2 separate regions of the Callithrix jacchus genome follow, and region 1 is linked to region 2. The links are chromatin contacts, called in public Hi-C maps. All regions are on one chromosome and are shown on one strand. The core of a region is the stretch at or near the end of the contact, and the rest is flanking DNA. Distances in the headings are between cores, read along the strand shown.

Region 1 (7,550 bases), core at 541-3,040, 45 kb before region 2:
AGTCTTTGCATAGAGTGGGAGATCAGGCCAGGGACCAAAATTTTCAATGCCTCAAGGTCACCTGCTAGAGGCCAGGAGATATCAGCACCAGGAGGGGCAGAGGGTGATATGGCCAGTGGAGTAAGTAAGAAAGGGGCAGGAGTTCGTACAAGACGGTGGAAGAATCATGATCCTAATGTGACAACAAATAACAATAGCCATAGCAATTACTTTTGGCTGGGCGTGGCGGCTAACACCTGTAATCCTAGCATTTTGGGAGGCCGAGGCGGGCAGATTGCCTGAGCTCAGGAGTTCTAGACCAGTCTGGTCAATATGGTGAAACCCTGTCTCTACTGAAAATACAAATATTAGCTGGGTGTGGTGGTGGGTGCCTATAATGCCAGCTACTTGGGAGGCTGAGGCAGGGGAATCCCTTGAACCGGGGGGCGGAGAGGGGGGCAGAGGTTGCAGTGAGCCAAGATCCGCCACTTTACTCCAGCCTGGGGGAAAGAGTGAAACTCCCTCTGAAAAAAAAAATTTTTTTTTAAATGAATCGGTTATGGTGGCATGCGCCTGTGGTCCCAGCTACTCAGGAGGCAGAGTGGGAGGATTGCTTGAGCCCAAGGAGGTTGAAGCTGCAGTGAGCTGTGATTGTGCCACTGCACTCCAGCTTGGGCAACAGAGCAAGACCCTGTCTCCAAAAATAAATAAATCAATAAAGAATACTACAGAAAGCTTGGGCTATGGGAGTAGGTAGTCTGTCCAGGGTGCTAATATTCTGAGGGTTTATTCACCTTCATGGAGGGTGAAGAGTCATTCCTGCCTGAGTTGGTAAAGAAAGCCAAGGTTGCCAGCGAAACGGAGTTACAAATCCCAGCCTCAGGAGGAGGGGCAGTTTGGAGGCCGAGCAGCAGCTGTTTGAACCTCTGGCAATGGGGAATGCACCATCTCTGCTGGTGGGGGCTGGCCTTGACATCTCATGTCCACCAGGGAATATGACCTCCCTTGGTTGCTTTTTCTGCATTTGTAATAAATCCCAAAGCCTTTGGCTGGTGTCTTGGGGGTGGCATATGGGAAACCCTGTAGGCAGGGGAAGGAGAGCCCATTCTCAGACAGCTGCAGAGGTAAGGGAGCCTCCCAGAATGGGGTCTTGGAAATCGAGTTGCTGGGCCTCGGAGATGCAAAAGCACTTTCAAACACTAGCTGCGGACTACTCTCCATGAGGCTGCGGTAGCCCAAGCCTCATGGGCAGAGTCATATCCAGCAAGGTTGAGCCGGGTCCCCACTGAGAAAGGCTAGTGCAGGTAAAGAGCCATCTGGGAGAAGATGGGGACACTAGGCCGAGAAAAGTGGTGAGAATATTTGGAGCTGCTTGAGATAGACCTGTGGGACTGTGTCCCTCACCAGAGGCTGAACCAGCACTGTGGAGGCCAGGAGGGCTGGCAGGTGTCAGCAGGGGCCTGAGGCTTTGGCAGCTTCTGCTCCAGGCTGAGTTGCAACCAGGCCTGGGACCTCCACGGGTGCGGGCAGTTAATCTCTGAAGGCCAGAGTCACCACTACTAGAGAGCAGGAACGTTGAACTTTTCAATCACATTAATTTCCACAGGAAATTGTTGTCTTCCTTTTGTCCAAAGGTTAGTGATTTATATTTACCAGCCTCTTAACTAGCCTTGAAATTTACTGTTGCCAGGTCACTCCTGGCATCCATAAATTTCCGGGTGGCAGCTGAGCATAGCCAAGTGGCTTGTTCCTTGGAAGGGTACACGCCGGCCCTTTTGGGAGTGCAGATGAACTGGCCACAGACGGTCCTGGTACAGAAGTCCCCCTGAGGGAGTGGGTGTTCACTTTGCAGGGGAAATGAGATGAGGTCTGTTTGACAAGGTTGCAGGGAGGCTTCTTCAAAGGCAGCCCTGGTGGTGGTGGCAGCTGGCTTGTGCCTCTTCGATATCACCAGCTGTGGATGGGGTGGCAGCACAGACAGTGCTGGAGTAGTTGAGGGTGGGGAGCAGGGGCCAGATTCCCAGCTCTACACTCTGCTTAGACAAGTACCTTAACCTCACTCTGCCTCAATTTCTTCATCTATAGTAAGAGGACCTGCCTTAGAGTATTGTTAAACCTCAATAAATATAGGCTGTTATTATTCTCTTGCAGACAGGGTAGGTGGCTTGGTATAGGCCAGAGTCAGTCAGTCTCATGTCCCTGTCTGCACTGTCCTATCCATTTATACTTTTAAGACCCTCTTCTTCCTGGGAGGCTGAAGCGGGCAGATCACTCGAGGTCAGGAGTTCAAGACCAGTCTGGCCAACGTGGTAAAACCTTTCCTCTACTCTTAAAAAAAAAAAAAAAATAGCTGTGCGTGGTGGTGGGTGCCTATAATTCCAGCTAATTAGGAAGCTGAGGCAGGAGAATTGCTTGAACCCAGGATTTGGAGGTTGCCTTGAGCCAGGATTGTGCTACTGCCCTCCGGCCTGAGTGAGAGAGTAAGACTCAATCTCAAAAAAGACCCTCTTCTTCTATCTGCTCATAGAATTAGAACAGGGGCTGGCAGACTCTTTCTGTAAAGGGCCAGTTTTGTTTTTTTTTTTGAGATGTATTCTTACACTGTGGCCCAGGCTGGAATGCAGTGGCATGATCTCGGCTCACTGCAACCTCTGCCTCCCAGCTTTGAGCAATTCTACTGCTTCAGCCTCTGAGTAGCTGGGATTACAGGCACCCACCACCACGCCCAACTAATTTTTGTATTTTTAGTAGAGACGGAGTTTCACCATTTTGGCCAGACTGGTCTTGAACTCCTGACCTTGTGATCAGCCGCCTCGGCCTTCTAAAGTGCTGGGATTACAGGCATGAGCCACCGCGCCCGGCCAGGCCAGTCAGTATTTTAAGCTTTGTAAGTCACCTGGTCTTGTAACTACTCCAATCTGCTGTTTTTAGTGCGAAAGGAGCCAGAGACCCTAAGTAAATAATGAGTGTGACATGTTCCAATAAAACTGTATTTGTGGACACTGAAATTTAAATTCCATATAATTTTCACCTGTCACAAAATATTCTTTTGATTTTTTTAACCATTTAAAAATGTAAAAATTATTTTAGCTCACAGGCCATATAAAAATAGGCAGTGTGCCCAGTTTGACCCTGGGGTTGTAGTTTGCTGAGCCCTGGATCAGAAGGTGAAAGGGCAGGGAGAAGGTATTTACTTTCTTCACTTGGGCTATCTTTGAGTCTCTAAAGAAAGGTGCCCTTGTGTTGGTTTGTCCGGTGACTCCATGGTGTCTCCTGAGAGGCCTGCAGAAAGGCAGCTGGAGCAGCACGAGGTGGGAGCTGGAGCACATGCGCTGGCAGGAAGCCTGGGCCTGGCACCCATTGGTTCCCTGCCTGCAGTAGCCAGAGTGCTGCTGGCTCTGGATTGGGCAGTCCCCCCCACCCCCACCCCCACCCCAGCTCTGGTGTTGACAGTCCACATCTGTGTTTCAGAGAACAGCTCCAGCCCAGGTGGGAAGGAGGCAGAAACTCAGCAGCCTGTGGTGATTCTCTTGGGCTGGGGTGGCTGCAAGGATAAGAACCTTGCCAAGTACAGCGCCATCTACCACAAAAGGGTGAGTACTCTGGTGCCCTCTCCCCCGGGCTGCAGTGAGGGCTGACCATCTTTGAGGCAGGCCTGGGAATGGCTTTAAGAACAGTCTGTGGAGTTTGAAACCAGCCTGGCCAACATGGTGAAACCCTGTCTTTACTAAAAGTACAAAAATTAGGCCGGGTGCGGTGGCTCACGCCTATAATCCCAGCACTTTGGGAGACCAAGGCGGGTGGATCATGAGGTCAAGAGATTGAGACCATCCTGGTCAACAAGGTGAAACTCCATCTCTACTAAAAATACAAAAATTAGCTGGGCATGGTGGTGCACGCCTATAGTCCCACCTACTCGGGAGACTGAGGCAGGAGAATTGCTTGAACCCAGAAGGCAGAGGTTGCGATGAGCTGAGTGCCACTGCACTCCAGTCTGGGCAACAACAATGAAACTCTGTCTCAAAAAAAAAAAAAAAAAGTACAAAAATTAGCTGGGCATGGTGGCACGTGCCTGTAGTCCCAGCTACTTGGGGGGCTGAGGCAGGAGAATAGCTTGAGCCAGGGAGATGGAGGTTGCAGTGAGCCAAGACTGGGCCATTGCACTCCAGCCTGGGCAACAGAGAGAGACTATGTCTCAAAAAAAGTTAAAAAGAGCCTGTGAGGAAGGCATGGAGTCATAGGGACTTGGTGGGATTATCTCCATTTTGCTGCCAGCTTTGTGGCCTGGTCTGGGCCCTTTAGTCTCCTCATGGCTTCCCCTTCCTCCCTCCTGCATCCCACAGCGGGCGGCCCAGTCTTGATGTGGCCCCTAGTTGTGGAGCTGGCCCAGGCTCCAGTCCCTGTTAACTGGCTGGTGCCTCTGTGGGCAGCAGGAGCCGGGACTGGGTGTCTAGGCATAGCTTGTACTCCCAGGACCTCCACCTTTCCCACCAGGTGAGTTTCTGTCTTACCACTGCCCATGTCACCTTTCACATTCCCAGACTAGCAGGGCCTCTTGGAAAAGATTTGTGCTTCTTTTCATCCAACCAAGAGTCGGATGCAGAGGCCGTGGTAACCTGCTAAGGAGAGGGCCTTAGCAGGACCTGGTTATATTTTGGAAGCTTATCTCACCTCCTGGGCCTCCAACTCCACCCTCCCCTCCTCAGCCCAGATCTCTCCCCCAAGCAGCCTCCTGCAGGGGTCCTGGTGCAGAAAGCCGCAGCTGCCAGCTGGAAGCCCTGGACTGAGGAGCAGGGCACATGTGGAAGAAAGGCCAGCTGAGTCCCCTTCCCCTCGGCATCCCTCCACTCACTCAGGTCCACTTCCTGCCTGCCTGAGGTGTGGGTGGCCCTGGAATGGGAGAGAGATTAGGGGGAAAATGTAGTTCTGAGCTTGAAGCCTCTCCCCAGTCTCCGGGGCTGGGGCTCTGGTGTCGCCTTTTATAGACAGCCTCACTCTGCGGCCAGTTTCAGCTGCTTCTGAGTTCTGCTCACTGGACTCGGCTTGTCTGGCTTCTTCATTAGCCTGAGATCCCTGAGGCCAGGCAGGGGACCAGGAATAGTCAAGTGTGGCTGGGACAAAGAATGAAGGTAAAGGAACCTGGTGAGAGGTGGGGCTTGGAGGGGGTCAGCCCTCAGGAGATTTAAGCAGAGATGTGATGTTAGATTTGTGAGTCAGAAAGTCCCTCTTGGCTGGGCACGGTGGCTCACACCTGTAATCCCAGCACTTTGGAAGGCTGAGGTGGGTGGATCACTTGAGGTCAGGAGTTCGACACCAGCCTGGCCAACATGGTGAAACCCCATCTCTACCAAAAATACAAAAATTAGCCGGGCATGGTGGCACACACCTGTAGTCCCAGCTACCAGGGAGGCTGAGCTGGTAGGATCGCTTGAACCTGGGACGTGAAGGTTGTTGCATTGAGCCGAGATCGCACCACTGCACTCCAGCCCAGGCAACAAAGTGACCCTGTCTCAAAACAAACAAACAAAAGTCCCTGATGTAGAGTGGGGGAGGGATTGGAGGGCTGGGGCTGGAAGCCAGAAGTGAGTTCAGAGGGGCTTGCCATGATCCAAGGACAAAGGGTAGTTGGGACCTCGGAGCTGAGGGTGGTAGTAGAGGGAAGGTGATGGATAGAGGAGCTTGTCAGGAGGTAGAATGACAGTTTAATGAAAGATTGGGCATGGACACAGGGATAGGGAGGTTCATCTCATTTAGTTTCCAGTCCAGATTCAGATTCCATAATTGTCCCCAAAGCATCCTTTACAGCAGATGTGCCCAAACCAGGATCCAATCTCAGATCACACATTACATCTATTTTGTTCCTTAAGGCTATGATTGCACCACTGTACTCCAAAGGCTCCTTTAAATCTAAACTGTTCCCCTCCCAGCCTGCTTTTAGATTCAGGCTCTTGCCCTGTCACCCAGGCTGGAGTACACTGGTGCAATCGTAGCTCTCTGTAGCCTCAACTCTTGGGCTCAAGCAATCTTCCTGCCTCCAGCCTCCCGAGTATCTGGGACTGCAGGCATGTCCCACCATGCCAAGCTAATTTTTTTCTTTTTGAGATGGAGTTTGGCTTTGTTGCCAGGCTGGAGTGCAGTGGCATGAGCTTGGCTAACTCCAACCTCCACCTCCCGGGTTCAAGTAGTTCTCATGCCTCAGCCTTCCAAGCAAGTGGGATTACCAAGCAACATAGGTATGCTCCACTATGTCCAGCTAATTTTGCATTTTTAGTCGAGATGGGATTTCTTCATATTGGTCAGGCTGGTCTCAAACTCCTGACCTTGTGATCTGCCCACCTTGGCCTCCCAAAATGTTGGGATTACAGGCGTGAGCCACTGTGTCCCGCCATTTCTTTTTTCTTTTTTTTGAGGTGGAATTTCTCTTGTTGCCCAGGTTGGAGTGTAATGGCACGATCTTGGCTCACCACAACCTCCACCTCCTGGGTTCAAGCAATTCCCCTGCCTCAGTCTCCCGAGTAGCTGGAATTACAGGCATGTGTCACCATGCCCTGCTAATTTTGTATTTTTAGTAGAGATGGGATTTCTCCATGTTGGTCAGGCTGATCTTGAACTCCCAACCTCAGATATCTGCCCGCCTCAGCCTCCCAAAGTGCTGGGATTACCAGCAGGCATGAACCACAGCACCCAGTCTTTTTTTTTTTTTTTTTTTCTTTTTTAGAGATGGGAGTCTCATTATGTTGTCCAGGCTGTAGAACAGCCCCTTTTTTCATGTTAACTGACTTATTGAAGAGACTGGGTTGCAAGGTAATATTCCTAGGAGTGTGTGATTCCAAATGTTCCCAGGGAGAAACATAGAATGGGGAGTGAAAGGCCTCTGTTGGATTTGAGCATTTGGGAGAATAAGCAGCCCCCTCTTCAGAGTCTTGGGAGGGACACTTAGGCAGTCCAGGGCTAGGAAGTCAGGGACTGATGGCAAGGTACCTCTGCTGACCATCCCTGTTTGGCCGTGGCTCATTCAACTACTGTGCTCAAAGCGATTTTCTCCTTGTTACTACCACGTCACTAATTACTGCTGCTATTGGTTGAGAGTTTACTTTGTGCCAGGTGTTGCTTTAGTCAGTTGAGATACATTTTTTTCCATCTAATTTTACCCATAACCTTATAAGGTGGGTGCTATCGCAATTTTACCATAACCTTATAGATGGGGATCCAGACTCCGAGAGAAGTAAATTGCTCCTTGTTCTTGCTGTTGATACGTAGTGGTGTCAGGAGTTGAACTCAGACCTGTCTGACCCCAGCACTCTCCCTAGTCACATTGCCCCAACAAAGGGCCCTTGCCTCTGGAACAGGAGGATGAGAGGGGATTAGGAGCCAGTCACGGTGGCTCTTCTGACTGACCTAGAAGGGGACCTGTGTGGAGATTGTGGCACTCCTGGCCCAGCCATGAGGGGCACAGAAGCCTAAGGGAGTTTGGGCCCAGACTTTAGAATTCAAGGAACAAGTGTTTACTATATTTGGAATTCCAGGGTAAGTATGAGGAGTGGTCCCAGGCCTGGGAACCAGAGACATTT
Region 2 (7,219 bases), core at 3,619-6,118:
ATTGGGGTGATGGAGCTGACATGGTTCTTGTCAATTCTCCCTCCAACATGCTGCAAACTGTGTTAGGCCAGGAATGATCTCCCCCTGATTCAATTTGTCAGCCCCAGGCCCTCCGGCATTGGGCGCGGCAGGCGGGCGGGAGCTGGGCCCTGAAATATGGTGGGTGGCTCAGAGCAGGCAGGGGCTGGGGTGGGAGGTGATGGATGGGCTGTGGGGGAGGCGAGGACTGTGTTTAATAACAAAATTGGTATGCAAGGCCACATCCTGCGCTAAGCATGAGTGATCCAGAGCCACAAAGTATTACAAATCCCCGCTAAACAGATGCTGACAATGGAACAAGACTTATCAAATCAGATCCACTTCAGAAACATTAATATCCCTGTTCCTGTCCCTCCCTGCCTGCCACCCCCACTGCACTCGCCACATCTGTGCTCACATTCATGCGCGTGCACTCACATACACACACACATACATGCTCACAGAAGTGCTGGCTGATGAATGCACAGAGGCAGACGCAGCACATTCACACAGGGTCCCTGCACAGACATATATCCAAGGTAGAATGCATGGGGCACATAGGGACTTACTGAGTGTGGACATAAGGAACACCCACAGATGAGCTCAGGCACCCACAGGGCCAGATACAGACATACCGGACATGCCCGCAGAAGCACAGGCAGATTCGGATGCAGCAGTGACTCTCAGTGGGGGACAGGGGAGAAGCGGAAGGGATGTTTCCTGCCCAGGGGACATCTAGCAATGTCTGGAGACATTTTTGGTTGTCAAAACGTGATCGGAGGGAGGGGAGGTTGCTACTGGCATGTATTAGGTAGAGGATGTTAAACAGGACAGCCTCTCACAGCAAACAATTATCTGACCCCAAATGTCAACTGTGCCGAGGTTGAGAAACCCCAGTATAAAGATGCACACACATAGACCTGTAGACTTCCTATAATTCTGCCAACAGGCACACACATACAAGCGGTCACACCTGTAGACTCAGACATATACAGATGCACAGGGCCACAGAGGCATATTCCCAGACACATGTCCATAAAGACAGATTCACGGCCCGGCACAGTGGCTCAAGCCTATAATTCTAGCACTTTGGGAGGCTGAGGCGGGCAGATTACCTGAGGTCAGGAATTTGAGACCAGCTTGGCCAACATGGTGAAACCCTGTCTCTACTAAAATTACAAAAATGAGCCGGGCGTGGTGGCAGGCTCCTGTAATCCCAGCTACTCAGGAGGCTGAGGCAGAAGAATTGCTTGAATCCTGGAGGAGGAGGTTGCAGTGAGCCAAGATTGTGCCATTGCACTCCAGCCTGGGCAACAAGAGCAAGACTTTGTCTCAAAAAAAAAAAAAGATTCACAACAGCCACACAGACTAGATGCGAGCTGCTCATGTGCACAAGTCCAATAAACACATGCATAGAGATGGACACCTGTGTGTACCAACACATACCCAGACACACATGTACCCACAAATGTCAGCCCCAGGCGCACACACACACAGCATACGTACGTCACAGTGTGGGGGCCACCAGGCCTAGAGTGAGGCCAAGGTCTGAGTGTAAAAACAGAGCTGTCAGCCAGTCTAATCACACAGTGGGAGCATCACAGATTAGGAAGAACAGGTTCTGTTCAATTATGTTTTGCTCATAAATGGTTCATGCCAGCCCTGATGTAGGCACTGGGGATTCAAGGAGGACACAGAGCTGCTTTTGAGAAGCAACTAGTTTTTGAGTTTATGGCTTTTATCATTCCTTCACTCCTTTATTCACTCAGTAAACAAATACTGTCATCACCATTTCTGGTACTTCCATACCAGGGGCATCTACTGCACAACACCATGCTTGCTCTGCCCTGGTCTAGAATATGAGTATTATCTCCAGTTGGGTCAGGTGGCAGCAGAAAAGGAATGAATAATGATTGGGCACCCGCTGTATGTGACAGATGCAGGCTTTAATACGTGTTATCTCATTGAAACGTCACAAAATCTCTACAAAGTTGAACCAGGTCAAATATCATCTTTGTGTTGACACAGTCTGAGGAGGGCTTGGGATTTGCGTTGGTGTCTGGCCAAGTCCACAGTGCTGGCTTTTAACTGCCTGTGCTGCCTCCCTAAAGATACTCAGGGCTTAGGATAGAGGGCAGAATCCAATTCTTTCTCTTTGGTTGCTGTGTGACTTTGGGGAGGGAACTGCTGACTCTGGGCTTCTGTTTGCTCTGTTAGTGAACAGAAACAGGGACATTCAGGGTCAGAACGTCCAGCCTGTCACTTTTGATCCACTCCGCTGGATCTTTTCCCAGCAACACTCTTCACTGTCCCTTGCATTGGATTGGGACTACCTGAGGCTCCTTGCCTTTCTCTGAGCAAGGGACCCCCTCCCTGTCTTCCGGTCAACAACCTGATTACCTCTCAGTGTGCTTGGCCCCCCAGAGACTGAGGAGTCTGCTGAAGGCCTGCCTCGTAGAAGAGAGGTCTGAGGCCCGCAGCTGTAGGCAGGCTGGCTCCCGCCCAGCTCATCAGCTCTGCCTTCCCTTGGTCCCTCCCTGTTTCCACAGCCCGCCCCCAACGATTTCCTCCCTTGCTCAGTCACTCGCTGCCTAGTGATCCATGGGTTTTAAATTATAACTGGGACCCAGGAAACGCGTTCCTAAGTACAATATTCATGGGCTGGGCTGACACTTTTAATTAAGGTGATTTACACTGAATTATCCTTGGAAATAAAGAAATGGTGCGCTGCCCGGGAATAAACCATCATCACCAGCCGCCTTTGTAAGTTACACTTCGTTTTAATCTATTTGGGGAATTGTTTATCTAGTTCATTACCCAACCAAACACCGAGGCCGGCCTTAAATAAGGCTTAAGCGGGGGTGGGGGCACTGCCATCTCCACACCCTGCCTCTCCTCTAGAGTCACCCAGCCTCCCTCTGGCTTCTTTCAGTCCTTTTAAAGTGCTGGCCAGAGAGCTGGCTTCCCAGCCCAGAGGCCAGATCTTGGGTGGCTCCAGAAGCCTCCCAGAGAATATCTCTTTCTAAGTTCAGGCCCCACCAAGCCAAGCCCCACTTTTAGCTTTGTGCAATCTCTCCATGCCCAGGCTCCTTCATCTCTCTGGGTGGAAACTCCTGCCTGAGGGCCACTGGGAAGTCTGGAGGCCAACCCTCCTCCACACCCCACCCATCAACCTCCAGCCCCCATCTCTCTATGTCCCTGTCTGTCTCTCCATACATCCAGTGCCTCCCCATCACCATCCCAGTGTCCCTTCCTTCCCTCAGACACTTGCTTCTCTGTTACCATCACTCTCCCAGTCATCCAAATTAGAAAGCTTCCTCCCAATAAGCACCCTAACTAAGTCCTGTGGCTTCTTCCTCCACCTGGTCTCTTGTCATTCCCTCTTCTGAATCCCCACTGCCACTGTCACTGTCCTGGGTCAGCCTCACCAACTTTCCTCTGGACCCCGCCCAACCTCCTCTCTTGTCTCTCTGCTTCTACACTCAACCCACACTCCACACTGGCCTCGAAACCATGCCCCTCCTGCTTGTCTCTCTCTGACCAAGCTTCACCCTGGCTCATGAATGTTCAGCTTACTCTCCACCCCATCGAGAATGCCCTCCAGCACTAAAGGCCCTCCACAATCTGTCCTCCATCTAACTTTGCCCTCCTTGTTCTACCTGGCCAAGTCCTGGGGTCTATTGGAGCCCCTGTGCAGGACTGAGAAGGGGAAAGATAAAGGGTGGGGTGAGGCAGAGAGTGCTGGCACAACCTCTGATCTCAAATTGAAAAATGCTTTGAAAAGTTTAAGGACTTTGCCAATGGAAGTTCTGACTGCTCTTCCTATGTCTGTATGCCCATGTACCTATGGGAATGACATCCATGGGACATGGCTTCTTTCAGGGTGTGTGTGTGGGGGCACATCTGTGTGTTGGAATGGGGGTGTGTGTGCACCTGTGTGTCCTGTATATGTTTGCGCCTGTATCTGAAACACAGCCAGTCCTAGCTCTGGAACTGGAAGGTCCCTGCTTCTCTCTCTGAGCCGGTGAGTGTGTCTGAAATAGCAGCCTGCTCCTAGAGGGACCTGCTCTGTGCTGTTGGGCAAAGGGAGGCAGAAGGCAGAACACCAGGCCAGTCTGAAGAGCCCCTTAGGCAGGAGTCAAGTGGCGGGGGGACCTGTCCAGGTTGATGGAGGGCACCTGGTGGCAGCATCCACAGACGCAGGAGCTGGCTAGGCTGAGGAAGGCCAGGGAGGGCAAAGGAGGCAACAGAGGCAAAGGCAGTGTAGGAGAGAAAAGGGGACAGTTGGAGGAGAGAAGAGGAAGGAGCCAGTAGGGGGAAGAAGGGCGCAGCAGAGAGGAATGGAGAGGGGAGGGGAGGGAGAGCTGGGGAGAAAGCCTCCAACCACAGTGTGTTGGTGGATGGAGCTGCCCTCATTTGGGCTCTACCAGGAACCTGGAAGTGAGGCACACACACCCTCCTGCAGGCCTCAGTTTCTCCATCTGTGAAATGGCTGGTCTCAGGCCCCTCTGCTCGGGGAGCTGATGGTGGGGAGTGGAGATGGGGTTTTAGAAGCCCCAGTGTGTTGTCTTTTCCCAACCTCCTCTGCAGTCCCGGTTTCCGGAGAGCGGGCAGGGGCGGAGCAAGGGCAGCCGAGGCTGGGGCCCTCTCCGCGCTCCCCGCTGCGCGGCCGTCAGCCCGGAGGGAGCTGACACGCTCCTTGGGAATTTATCACGCACCCAATTACAATGTTAATTGGCAAGTTCCTGAAATCAATTAATTCGCAAATTTTTTCCAATTAAAAATCCAGATAAATCACGAGGGCGGCGGCGGGCCGGTCCAGCCTGCAGTCCGGTGGGCGAAGCGGCCGCAGGGAGGGAGGGCGAGAGAAGCGAGGGGAGGGGGCGCGGGCGCGGCTGCCCTTGAACGCCTTTGCCGGCCGGTCCGACTGTCAGCGCGCCGGGCGCGGCGGGGCCGAGACAGATAAAACCATCGACCCGTCGCCGCCAGCGCTTCGGCTTTATCGATCCGACGGGAATTTCACTTGCTGTGCAGATCCCGCTGTCCGGCTGTCAGACACCCGGTTGGAGGGGGGCGCGTGCTGGGGGCGCAGGGCGTGCACGTTCGGAGCGGGTATGGGCGTAGGGTGCTGGGCCGGGCCGCGACGTGAGGGCTACAGATGCGGGGACGCAAGACAGAGCCGCGAGAGGCATGGAGCTCGGGGCGGGGAAATGGAAAAGGGGGATGCTCTGGGAGGATGTGGGGGACGAGGGGTTGCGCAGGGTAGTGGGTGGGGGTGTGGAACAAGGAAGGCTGTTGGCAGAAGTGCATGCCCTGGACACTGCAGGTGTGGAGCACCTGGGACTGCACTGTAGAGTGGCCCTCACGGAGGAGGCAGAAAAGCGAGCTGGGGCCCCCATTCTCCAGGCTTTTAGGGGCACACTGCTTTTACAAGGCTGGGCAGGCCCCTCTATCCTCTGCCTCTATTCTCTGACCCTGTTAGTAGAAGTCCTCCTCTGGGAGCAAATTAAACAGGACCCTTCCTGGACAGCCAAAATATGGAACTCAACTGCAGAAGGATTTTTTTTTTCCACTTTCTGCCACTGGCAGGCCAATCCCAGGTGTGTGTGTGGGGTGGTGGGGATGGGGAGTGATTAAAAGCATGGGTACTGGAGTCAGATTACTTTAGGTTTGAATCTTATCTTCATCACTTACTAGCTGTGCAATCTTAGAGATGTCACTTAACTCCTCTGCACCTCAGATTCTTCCTCTGTAAAATGGGAGCAATTATTATTTCCTACTTCAGAGGGTTGTTGTGAAGATTAAATAAATTAATGCAGTGTAAAGCATTTGGCACATAGTGCTCAACAAGCATTATTATTATTACCACTAGTATAGTCTTCTATGCCTATGGATTCTTGGCATAGAAGATGGATGGCTTCAACTGGTAGGGCTTATAGAGCTTAATTCTCCTCCCTTGAGTGCGAGCTGGACTTGATGACTTGCTCCTAATGAACAGAATAGAACAGAGTGGAAGCAATAGTGTGTGACTTCCCAAAGTAGATCATAGGAAGCACTGTGGCTTCTTCCTTAGTCCTCTCTTGGATTTCATGCTCTGTGGGAAGTCAGCTGCCATGTCATAGGGCTATTCAAGCTGTCCTATGGAGAGACCCACATGTGGGGGAATTGAGGCAGAAAAGGAGGCAGATATCCTGCCAATAGCCACGTGAGTGAGCATCTTGGAAACAGATCCTGCAGTCTCAGTCAGATCTTCAGGTGACTGTTTCCTTGGTGGACATCTTGACTGCAGCTTCATGAGAGATTCCAAGCCAGTAGCAGCAACCACCCACAACCATCCAGCCAAGCTGTTCCCAAATTGATGACCACAGTAATGGAGATTATAAATGTGTGTTGTTTAACTGCTATGTTTTAGGATAATTTGTAACACAGCGATACATGACTAAATATTTCTTCCTTCAAAATTCAGCTCAGGCCTCACCTTCCTGAGGAAGCCTTCTGTGCTCTGTGCTGGGTTTGGTGCCTCCCTGACACCCCACAGCTCCAGTTCTTCCTGTATAGCAGTCTCTATCCCTCTGGGTTTCTACTACCCAACCCTCCTTACCCTCATGCTATGAACTTCCAAGGGCAGGGATCATTCTGATTCACTGTGGGATCCCCTGCACTCTGCATGGAGATTCAGTGAGAAGGCAGAAGGAGGATCAGTCAAGTCTGATGACTTGAACTGAATAAGGGGTGGGGCTGGGAGGAGCGGGGCAAGCTGTCCCTCGGTAGCAGATTATATTTTCCAAAGATGGTTGCAACCATATCTTCCATTCTACATACGATTCTACAGTTTGGCCTTGCCAGTCCTCCCATCAAAAGGGAGGTGTATGTCCCCTCCCCTTGAATTCTGGGTGGTCTAATACTGCCTCATTGATAGAATACAGTGGAAGTGAGATTCAGTGACTTTCAGGCTGGGTTATAAAAGGTGGTCCAGTTTCCATCTCATTGGCTGAAACGTTTGCTTTTAGACCCCAAAGCTGCCATGCAAGAAGTCCAACCACCCGGAGATGGGCTATAAGGAAGCCCAGGCCACATGGAGAAGCCCAGGCCACATGGAGAAGCTTTGATTCCACTCTCAGCTGAGGTCCCAGCATCAACCCCCAGGCATGTGAGGGAAGCAGCCTCCACATGACCCAGCTCCCAGCCAACAAGTCTTCCC

What was found. Hi-C and Micro-C count contacts between places; a contact is called where the count stands out from the background.
Region 1: a contact with region 2 is called in a Hi-C map of induced pluripotent stem cells, with 3 times the contacts expected there. The contact joins two enhancer-like sites. A contact is called at or near these places in 3 of 3 Hi-C or Micro-C datasets (induced pluripotent stem cells and skeletal muscle).

The regions. Positions count from the first base shown.
Region 1 is chr7:81,363,476-81,371,025 of calJac240_pri, reverse strand. The region is part of intron 1 of TMEM53 (transmembrane protein 53); the gene reads left to right. Among named protein-coding and RNA genes, the nearest start is that of TMEM53, 14 kb to the left of the region's middle. Within about 2 kb of position 1,790, at least 5 of the 16 cell types and tissues checked have an H3K27ac peak or open chromatin away from gene starts, as enhancers often do.
Region 2 is chr7:81,322,225-81,329,443 of calJac240_pri, reverse strand. All of the region lies in intron 3 of RNF220 (ring finger protein 220), which reads right to left. Among named protein-coding and RNA genes, the nearest start is that of TMEM53, 56 kb to the left of the region's middle. Within about 2 kb of position 4,868, at least 2 of the 16 cell types and tissues checked have an H3K27ac peak or open chromatin away from gene starts, as enhancers often do.